3 separate regions of the Mus musculus genome follow, and all the other regions are linked to region 1. Evidence: chromatin contacts called from public Hi-C and HiCAR-type data. All regions are on one chromosome and are shown on one strand. Each heading gives the region's core, a stretch centred on a gene start, on an enhancer-like site or on the middle of the called end of the contact. The rest is flanking DNA. Distances are from core to core; before and after follow the strand shown.

Region 1 (2,805 bases), core at 181-2,680:
TGGTACTACCCTCAGAGACTCCTGTAAGGAAAGCAGGCCTTTAATGATGTGGGGGAGCTGAACCCACGGAAGGGGTATCTAGGGAGATAGATGGTATGAACCAAAAGTAAGGAAACTGGCTGTGAGCTATTGGGTAGGAAACACACACACACACACACACACACACACACACACACACGAAAAGAACTGTGGGAAGCCTGTGCTCTCAGGGGACAGATGCTGTCCCTAGGGTCCTTCAGCTCAGGGACCACACTGATCACAGGTTCCTTTTCTTTGCCTGTCCTGGCCATTGGTTTTCCTGGCCAAACCTGCCATATTTTCTCCCAGGACACATGCATGGTGTGCCATTTTGAAGGAGAATCAACAAAAACAGAAGTCAGGTTGGAAGGCATCCATGCTGTCTGGGTGTCAGAAGAGGGGGTGTTAACATCGTCTCTTAATTTGCCATCACATCATATACCCCTACCTTAAAATGAAGAACAAGAATAGTACTTTTTCCTCTTCTTCAGAGACCCCTCCCTGGTACTGGCATAAACTCACATGTGCAGAGACCAGTCAGGCTTGCCCCCTGTATCCCCCTCTCTGGACCCCCATGTGTACTGTGTGTCTACCAGGCTGCTCACAGGTGGCCTTAGGGGCCGTTGCTTTTCAAATGGTGAAACAAATTTGGTGGGTTTTGGTTGTCATTGATTGGCTTTGACACACTGCTGAGGTTGGGCACCAAGGACCCCTGGTACTTTAAGTCACTTTTATCGCTCAAATATGGAGCTTTGACAGCTGAAACGCCTTATGAGAATAGCATTTAAATGTGCAATGCGCCATAAATACGCAGAGTGCGACAGCCAGGAAGCTGTGCTAATCGCGGCTTTGATGTCCCACGAACTACTGTAGCTGGCAGTCCTCGTGCTTCTGCAGGCCTCTTTGGACTTAGCAGATACCGCTCAGTGGATCCAGTTTTCCACTCCTCCCCTCACGAGGACAGCTGTCATCCCTGACTCAAAGGAAAAATCCTTTCTGGGCCCTTGCTTGGCCACAGCCTTTCCTGGCCATACTCCTAGGAGCCTCTCGCTTCCTCCCTGCCCGGGAGTGGCAGAGGGTGAGGCTGGCTAGACCCAGCCAGACTTTCCCAAAGTTCTGTGTCATTTACCACCTTGTCCTACAGCAACATGCTATTTTTAATTTCTGGCGACTGCTACTCTTGATTGGCTGGGACAAGAAATGGAAGTTCAGCTTGACTTGAGTAACAGGGAAAACGGTCCGTCCCCGACAGAACATGCAGCAGGAAAGCTGAAGGTTCGCTATAGAAGCATGGGTAGACCACCCTAGCTTCCGCTGTACTTAAAAGCTGCCAGTAAGAAGCCTGAATGCTTACATTTGATAAGAGCCTTGATCTTTGGATTCCATGGTCACTACAGAGTGCAAGGAAACCACAAAGGGTGTCTGCTGTCTGTAATTTATTAGGTTTCAGAGCATCCCAGGAACTACAGACTCAATCCCTCAGCTCTTGGGTCCAGGAGCGCCCTCTTGTGGGAGAAAGCACTTTTGCCTGGAATTTCTATTTGTCTTTTTTTTTTTTTTTTTCCTCCAGTTTTTAATTTTTGAGAGTTTCCTACATGCATATACTATGCTTTGGTAACTTTTCCCCCAGTTCCTCCCCTTCATCTCTTCCTCTCCCCTCACTTTCTCTCCCTATTTAATGCTTCTTGTTTGTATACTTACTGAGTCCACCAAGTGCTGTCTGTATGGGCATGGGTATAGGACCATCCAACTAGGGCATTCTTTATTATTTTTGTTTTGTTTTAAACTTGTTCTTACTTCTGGAAGAACAATATTAGTTCATAGTTTTGGAGAGTAGAGGAGCTGGAGAAATGGGTGGGTTTACTATGCTAACCAATACCATCAGTACTTGTCTGTCTTAGGGCTTCATTGTTATGTGAAGAGACACTATGATCAAGGACAGCGTTGTGGCTGGCTTACAGGTTTAGAAGTTCAGCCCATTATCAGGAAGGCAAAAAGCATGGCAGTGTCCAGGCAGACATGGTGGTGGAGAAGGAGCTGCGAGTTCTGGCATCTTGATTGGAAGGTAGTCAGGAGAAGATTGGCTTCCACGTGGTGTCATTGCCCACCCCCACAGTGACAGACACACTTCCTCCAACAAGGCCACACCCACTCCAACAAGGCCACACCTCTTAATAGCTCCACTACCGGGGGCAAACATATTCAAACCATCACACTATTCCTTTGTATGTGTGTATCACATATGAATGCATGGTGTATGGGTATGTGTATGTATTATCACACATACAGAGGCCACAGGAGGATGTTGGTGGTAGTGTTCCATCACTCAACACCTTACTCTTCTGACACAGAGACCTTTGCTCAACCTGGAGCTAGGATGGTAGCCCGCAAGCCCCAGCAATCCTCTAGTTTCTGTTCCCATACCTCTGGAGTTGCAGGATCATATATATGCCTTTAAAATGGACATGGGGGACCTGAATTCAGGTTATCTATCATCCTTGTTCAGCAGGTGTCTTAGCCACTGAGCCATTTACTGCTCTCTCCCTGTCTTAGGGTTTCTATTGCTGTGAAGAGACACCATGACCAAGGCAATTCTTATAAAGGACAACATTTAATTGGGTCTGGCTTACAGTTCAGGGGTTTAGTCCATTATCATCACGGCAGGAAACATGGCAGCATCCAGGCAGACATGGTGTTGGAAAAAGAGCTGTGAGTTCTATACCCGGATGGGCAGGCAGCAGGAAGTAGAAGTGACACTAGACCTGGCTTGAGCATTTTAGACCTCAA
Region 2 (2,805 bases), core at 119-2,618, 400 kb before region 1:
CATTATTCTAGCCTGACATATTTTGTTTTCAGGTGGGCAAGTGGTTATCTGTTGGCTCACCTCAGAGAGTCTACGATGGAGGGAACATTATCATATTACATAAATAATTTAGGCACGAGTGTCATTATGGGTGTAAATCAAAAGGACAATGTATGCTTCCGAATTTGCAAGTGTTTGGAAATTTATATTATGTTTCCTAAGGAAGTTCGTGACCTGAAGAACTATTCAAATAATTTGAATCTCTCTAGCTGTTTGGAGGCATCCACAATGAGAAGCTTTGCTTTTACTGACTGGCTTTAAGAAGCAAGACAAGCTGTTTACTGTGCAGAAGGTGTAGGGAATCTAATTTAAATGCTGGCCATACACACAGGCATGTCCAACCCATGACTTTCAGGCTACACATGGCAACAGGCTATTGAGAATAGCTATGAATGGGATACAACATCAAATTTTAAATTTATTTAAAATGTTGTGAGGTGTGTGTATGTGCGTGTGTATGCATGTTAGATGTATGTGTCCCTGTGCATGCACAGGGTATGTGCTTTCACATGGAAGCTGGAGGTCAGGGATGTCATTTTCAATGGCTCTTCACATAATTTTGCATGGGACAGGCTCTCTTACTGACCTGAGAGTTCAGTGATTCAGCTAGACCAGCCAGCCTGTGAGCTCTAGGGCTATGCTTGCCTGGGTCCCCCTGATAGGATCACTAAGACAGGCTTCTCTCAGCCTTTATTCCGAGGGTTCTGAACCCCAGTCTGCATTCCTGTATGGCAAACACTTTGCCAAATAAACCATCTCCCTGTCCAATATTTTTGATAGCTCAGTTGCGTGGCCGTAGAGTGTGAACTTTGTAGATGAGGGCATTGTGTTCCATTGTCCAGGAGCTGGGCACATATGCCAGCATACTGCTTCTCCGTGCCTGTAGCAGGATCACCAGCTGGAGAGTCGCAGCAGATGATGGGCTCCCAGTCCTACCCCAGAGGCTGTGATCCACTGTCCTTCTGTGATCTGACTTTGCTCACCCGTGCTGATTACACCGCCAGACGTGCTTTTCTAGAGGACCAAGGACTCCTCATGGGAACGATTCAGCTACCATGGGGCCTCTCTGTGGATAAATTTGACTCCCACTTAAGCTGGTTCTGATTCCAAAAGGACAGCCCTTAGAGTAGTGGAGGTGGTGGTGCTATAAAACAGGGGGATGAACTGTCGCAGACAGAGCAGGTTCATGAATGGCAGGAGGAGGTGAAAGGGGAAAGATGAAGTCACTGTAATGGTGACGTCAGACTTAGAATAGATGTGCTGACAAAGAGGTTGCCTGAGGTCAAGAAGAGCCGTTGAGTTCCCAGAAACCAGCAGCTTCTGAGGCTCACTTTGGTTTCCCTGAGCTGTGCTTGCTCCTTCCCTGCCCTGTCATTGGCTGGAGGCCTGACATGTATGATAGAAGCTGGCTGGCTCTAGCGTCTGACCATTTGCCTGTAGCAAGTTGATACTCTTCTGAGCTTCTTAGAAGCCATCTCTGCTCCCAGTCTCCATGCTGAACCCAAGCTGGGCTTTAGCAGGGTCTGTAGTGAGTTCCCTCTTGTCAGCACCTGAGCAGCACGGTGTGAGGTGGGCTTTCCCAGGTCTGAACATTGGTAGGGACGCTTTCTTTTTCTAATTTAATTTTACTTACGTGTGTACACATGTCTGTCGGTACCTAGGGAGGCGGGAAAAGGTCTAAAAGCCCTCAGAGCTGGAGGTGCCAGTGGTTGTGAGCCTCCTGATGTGGGTTCTGGGAACGGAACCCCATCCTGCAGGAAATCCCTGAGCCACCTCTAGGGACACTTTGTCACTTTGTCACTTCAGATTTCAGGAGCCACGGAATCCTCTTGGATAGAACTGGGGGAGATGGTGTGCTGAATCTAGAGGTTAATGAGAGCATCAGTGGATACTGGTGCCCAGGTAAGTTTGGGAAAAGAATTTTTTCTGGGAATGAGAGAGTGCTGTTTCCATACTTGGGGTACACCAAGGCAGGAAAGGATGGCAGCCATCAGAGGGACTGTAACAGGGTAAAGGTAGAGAGAGAGAAACGCAGCCTTCACCCAGGAACCATCAGACAGTGTTGGCAACACCTGGACAGTCTCTGGTTCCCCTAAAACAGTTCCTAAGTGGGGCAAGTATGCATTTGGTGACCTGTGCAGGTAGCTTGGGATGTGACAGAACAGAGCACTGCTGACATCTATGATAGACGCCAGAGATGCTGCTAAGACAACCTGATGACATGTGCAACCTGATCCCAAAGCTCAGGGTCCCAGGAGGTTCTGAGTGACTCTGAACCTTCAGTGTCAGCATCACCCGGACACGTGGGTTTGTTAGTGTATAAGCAGACTTTCCGGTTAGATGCTTCAGGGGCCAGCCATCCACTGCAGGGTAACCATCACTGGCCGTGTCTGCTGAGGTGTGAAGTTTCAGCAATGTGTGTGTGTGTGTGTGTGTGTGTGTGTGTGTGTGTGTGTGCACGTGTGTGTGTATGTCTGTGTGTGTGTGTCCATACAATGAGAGTGGCCTGAGGCAGCTTAGATTTTGAACTTGCTGCTTTAAGCCTGGAGCTCATAGGCTAAAGAATCAGGACATCTTCTCTCCTAGCTATGACAGGAAAGTAAACTGACAGGTAAGTCTCTGGGGGTGCTGGTGGGTGTAGACAAGACACAGCCACAATTTCCCCTAAAGCCCAGGTTTCCTGGCAGCCAGCAATGACAGGGGATAACAACATTCTCCCTGTCCCTGAAGACCCTGACTGAGCTATGTGAATCTCCTAATACCCTG
Region 3 (2,805 bases), core at 192-2,691, 370 kb before region 1:
TTTTTTTTTTTTTCTTTTTGCCTCTACCCTATCTTTTTCTTTGGACACAGAATGCTTCCAAAAGCCCATGAATGGGGTACTGGGAATACTGGTAGCTGGGAGGTAGAGATACAGTGGGAGGGCAGTTATGGGAAGTTAAGGCTTCCTGCAGAATCCCTTCCAAATAGCACCAGAACGGATGGAAGGACTCCAGATGTTTTTTTCCTCAAGGGTCTCTTATTCCTGAAGAAGGGGAAGCATAAAGTAAGGCCTCTGTATAAGTTATTAGGACCGGACATTTGAGCTGGTTCCTAAAGACACTGGGACCAGCCATGCATGGCCGTTCATCCTAACACTTGGTAGGTAGAGGCAGGAGGATTGAGAGCTCCAGAAGAGCCTGGATTATATAGGAGTTCAAGGTCAAGTCAGCAACCAAGCAAGATTCTGTCTCAGAATTTCCAAACAAAACAAAACTGTGTGAGCTATGAGGTGAGCTGAAGGCTCTTAGCCTGACAGCTGTTACACTGACACCTCAGTTTGAGAGTCCACTAGGTACCTGGATGGCTCCTTATGATGCACAGATGCTTAGATACTGGGTCAGGGTGAGCTAAGAGGATGACAATTAATATTGGTTATGGTTACGAGCGATGGGAAATGTCCATACCAAAGTGATCCGGCTGGTGAGACTATGGTTCAGAGGGTTTTCATAGCAATGCTGAAGAATATTGAGGCTCAGTAGAAAACAGGCCAAGGCACAAGCTGAGCCTCCTTTGCCAACGCGATGAAGATAATCAGGAGAGTGGCCCAGGACTCCTGGCAAGTGCTGGTCTCCAAGGGAAAGTCTTCTCGAGTCTTGAGACTTCCCCAGGTCACTAGAGATTTGTGGGGACATTCCCATAGTTTCCTGGAACTGTTGAATCTTTTTCTACGTTTCAGAAAACTGGTCTCTGGAGTTAATGGCATTAAGATGTGGCCTGGGCTTTTGGCTGGAAGATCTTCAGTGAGAGCAGATGGCCACAGTGGTATTAAAACTAAAGACTGCAGTAAAGCTTTTAATTGAAAACAATTGGACCCTGCTGGATGGTAATTACCTTGGCTGCTTGCAAATAATATCTTGCCCCTGATGCCATGAGAGGGAAGCTGAACGGGAGCTCGAGAGATCCGCCTTGACACGCGTCTAATAAGGACGGGCTTGGTAAAGTCCTTCTCTAGGGAACCTCTGTGACAAAGGGACTGAGATGAACTTTGCTGGAGTGCAAACTGTGGAGACAAAGCATCCACTTATAAAACGGCCCAATGGCTCTCTTGGAGGAAATTGAAATTCCACCCATCTTCAGGAGCAAAAAAAATAAATAAATACTTTAAGTACTTCTGTCTTTTCTCAAGATAAAAAGCCTAATGAGGAAGACATTGTGTCTGGGTGATGGACAGATGTTTGTGCTCTGAGTGACAGCCATGGCTGAGAACTGAAGGGTTATAAGGCCAGTCTCCATCTTGTCTGGAAGCTTTCACCTCTTGACACTGCCAAGGGCTCAGTTGACATTGAAATGTAGACAAGCACTGCCCAGGGCAGGGATAAAATAATGATGAGATGAACTCGATCCTGGGAGTGAGGTGCTAAGCAGATGTTAGCCACAGGCAGTCTTATAGTGGAACACTGAGATGGAGAGCCTGGGTGGGAAGGGGTTGTGAAGGCCCCAGAAATCCTCGGCTTGGTAATCCTCACAAATTATACCCAAGGGGGTTGGGCAGATAGATGGCTTAGTAGGTAAGAAGAAAAACAAGTGAGAGAGAAAGATTCTTGATGGCCTTCACATGGCTGAGTGTGGGCACCTGTTCACACATGTGCATACACTGCCTTCCCTCAGTCCCAGCACACAAAGTCACATTGAGGGCTTCTCTAGATTGTAGACTCTTTGATGGAATTCAGTTGGTGAAGAGCAGTTAGTGTCACGTAGACCAGGCCCAGGTGAGATGGTCACTCCACCTGTGTGTGTGTGTGTGGGGGGGGGGGGGGTGTTTAGGATGCTCACTTTTGTTTTGGTTCATGCTCCAAGGAAGGGATGCTATTTTCACCACCTTTGGGAGCTTATAACTTGTGACTTAGAAGCCTATCTGTGCTTTATTATGTCCTGATCCCTTTTTGTGTATTGCTGGAAGACCTGGATCCTAAGTACAAAGGAGCCCACGGATGACCTGGTGTAGGACACACCTTCTCCTGTCTAAACCAGTCCCTTGGCAGAACTTGTGTCTTCATGAGGGTGGGTGGACCCTAAAGGAAATGGAAATACACGTGCAGAGTATGAAAACCCAAGGTTATAGTGTGAGTCTGAGCATCAGCCCCATGGTCACTATAGCCTATGATATTTGTGGTCTGGGGTCAAAGCCCAAAGAGGCTTTGGATGGCCACCTCCCATGAAGAAAAGCAGTAAAGTGCCATCACTGTGTCCCCAAGATATACCTCGGTCCTGGTTCTCTGGTCTGACTGCTCCCTGAAAAGTTCCCACGTTGGAAACTTAATCCCAAATGCAGCAGTTGACAGGAGGACCATCAAGAAATGAGTAAGTCATGAGGGTTCTCATCTTTTTGATCAGACTAATGTCCTCATCTTTAGATTGCATTAGTCCCTAATAAAGTTAACTTGTTATAAAAGCAAGTTGAGCCAACTACTGGCTTGCTTGGGCTCTCTTACACCTCCAACTTCAGCCTGAATGGCACAGTGCAAAGTCTTTGATGTTGGACTTCCCATGTCCTGGAGCTGTTAGAAATAAATTTATTTTCCTTACCAATGACCTACTCTATAATAATGGACTATTGTAGCACAAT

Evidence for each region. A called contact is a pair of places that touch in the nucleus more often than the background predicts. HiCAR-type assays count read pairs that join an accessible place to other places.
Region 2: a contact with region 1 is called in a HiCAR-type map of fibro-adipogenic progenitors, with 5 times the contacts expected there. The contact joins two enhancer-like sites. A contact is called at or near these places in 6 of 484 Hi-C or Micro-C datasets (the BV-2 cell line, Sertoli cells, embryonic stem cells and 3 more), 6 of 115 datasets of contacts at active chromatin or transcription factors (cardiomyocytes, embryonic basal ganglia, embryonic stem cells and 3 more) and 1 of 9 other capture datasets (embryonic stem cells).
Region 3: a contact with region 1 is called in a Hi-C map of the N1E-115 cell line, with 4 times the contacts expected there. The contact joins two enhancer-like sites. A contact is called at or near these places in 3 of 484 Hi-C or Micro-C datasets (the HL-1 cell line, the N1E-115 cell line and stem cell-derived neurons) and 5 of 115 datasets of contacts at active chromatin or transcription factors (astrocytes, embryonic basal ganglia, embryonic midbrain and 2 more).

What each region holds. Positions count from the first base shown.
Region 1 is chr17:9,755,081-9,757,885 of GRCm38.p6, reverse strand. The region is part of intron 3 of 4930452A19Rik (RIKEN cDNA 4930452A19 gene); the gene reads left to right. Among named protein-coding and RNA genes, the nearest start is that of 4930452A19Rik, 19 kb to the left of the region's middle. Within about 2 kb of position 1,430, at least 33 of the 459 cell types and tissues checked have an H3K27ac peak or open chromatin away from gene starts, as enhancers often do. A contact at or near this core is called in the N1E-115 cell line, fibro-adipogenic progenitors and heart atrium, where this site is marked.
Region 2 is chr17:10,151,599-10,154,403 of GRCm38.p6, reverse strand. No RefSeq gene overlaps it. Among named protein-coding and RNA genes, the nearest start is that of Gm34972, 6.7 kb to the right of the region's middle. Within about 2 kb of position 1,368, at least 13 of the 459 cell types and tissues checked have an H3K27ac peak or open chromatin away from gene starts, as enhancers often do. A contact at or near this core is called in fibro-adipogenic progenitors and heart atrium, where this site is marked.
Region 3 is chr17:10,127,012-10,129,816 of GRCm38.p6, reverse strand. No RefSeq gene overlaps it. Among named protein-coding and RNA genes, the nearest start is that of Gm34972, 18 kb to the left of the region's middle. Within about 2 kb of position 1,441, at least 1 of the 459 cell types and tissues checked has an H3K27ac peak or open chromatin away from gene starts, as enhancers often do. A contact at or near this core is called in the N1E-115 cell line, where this site is marked.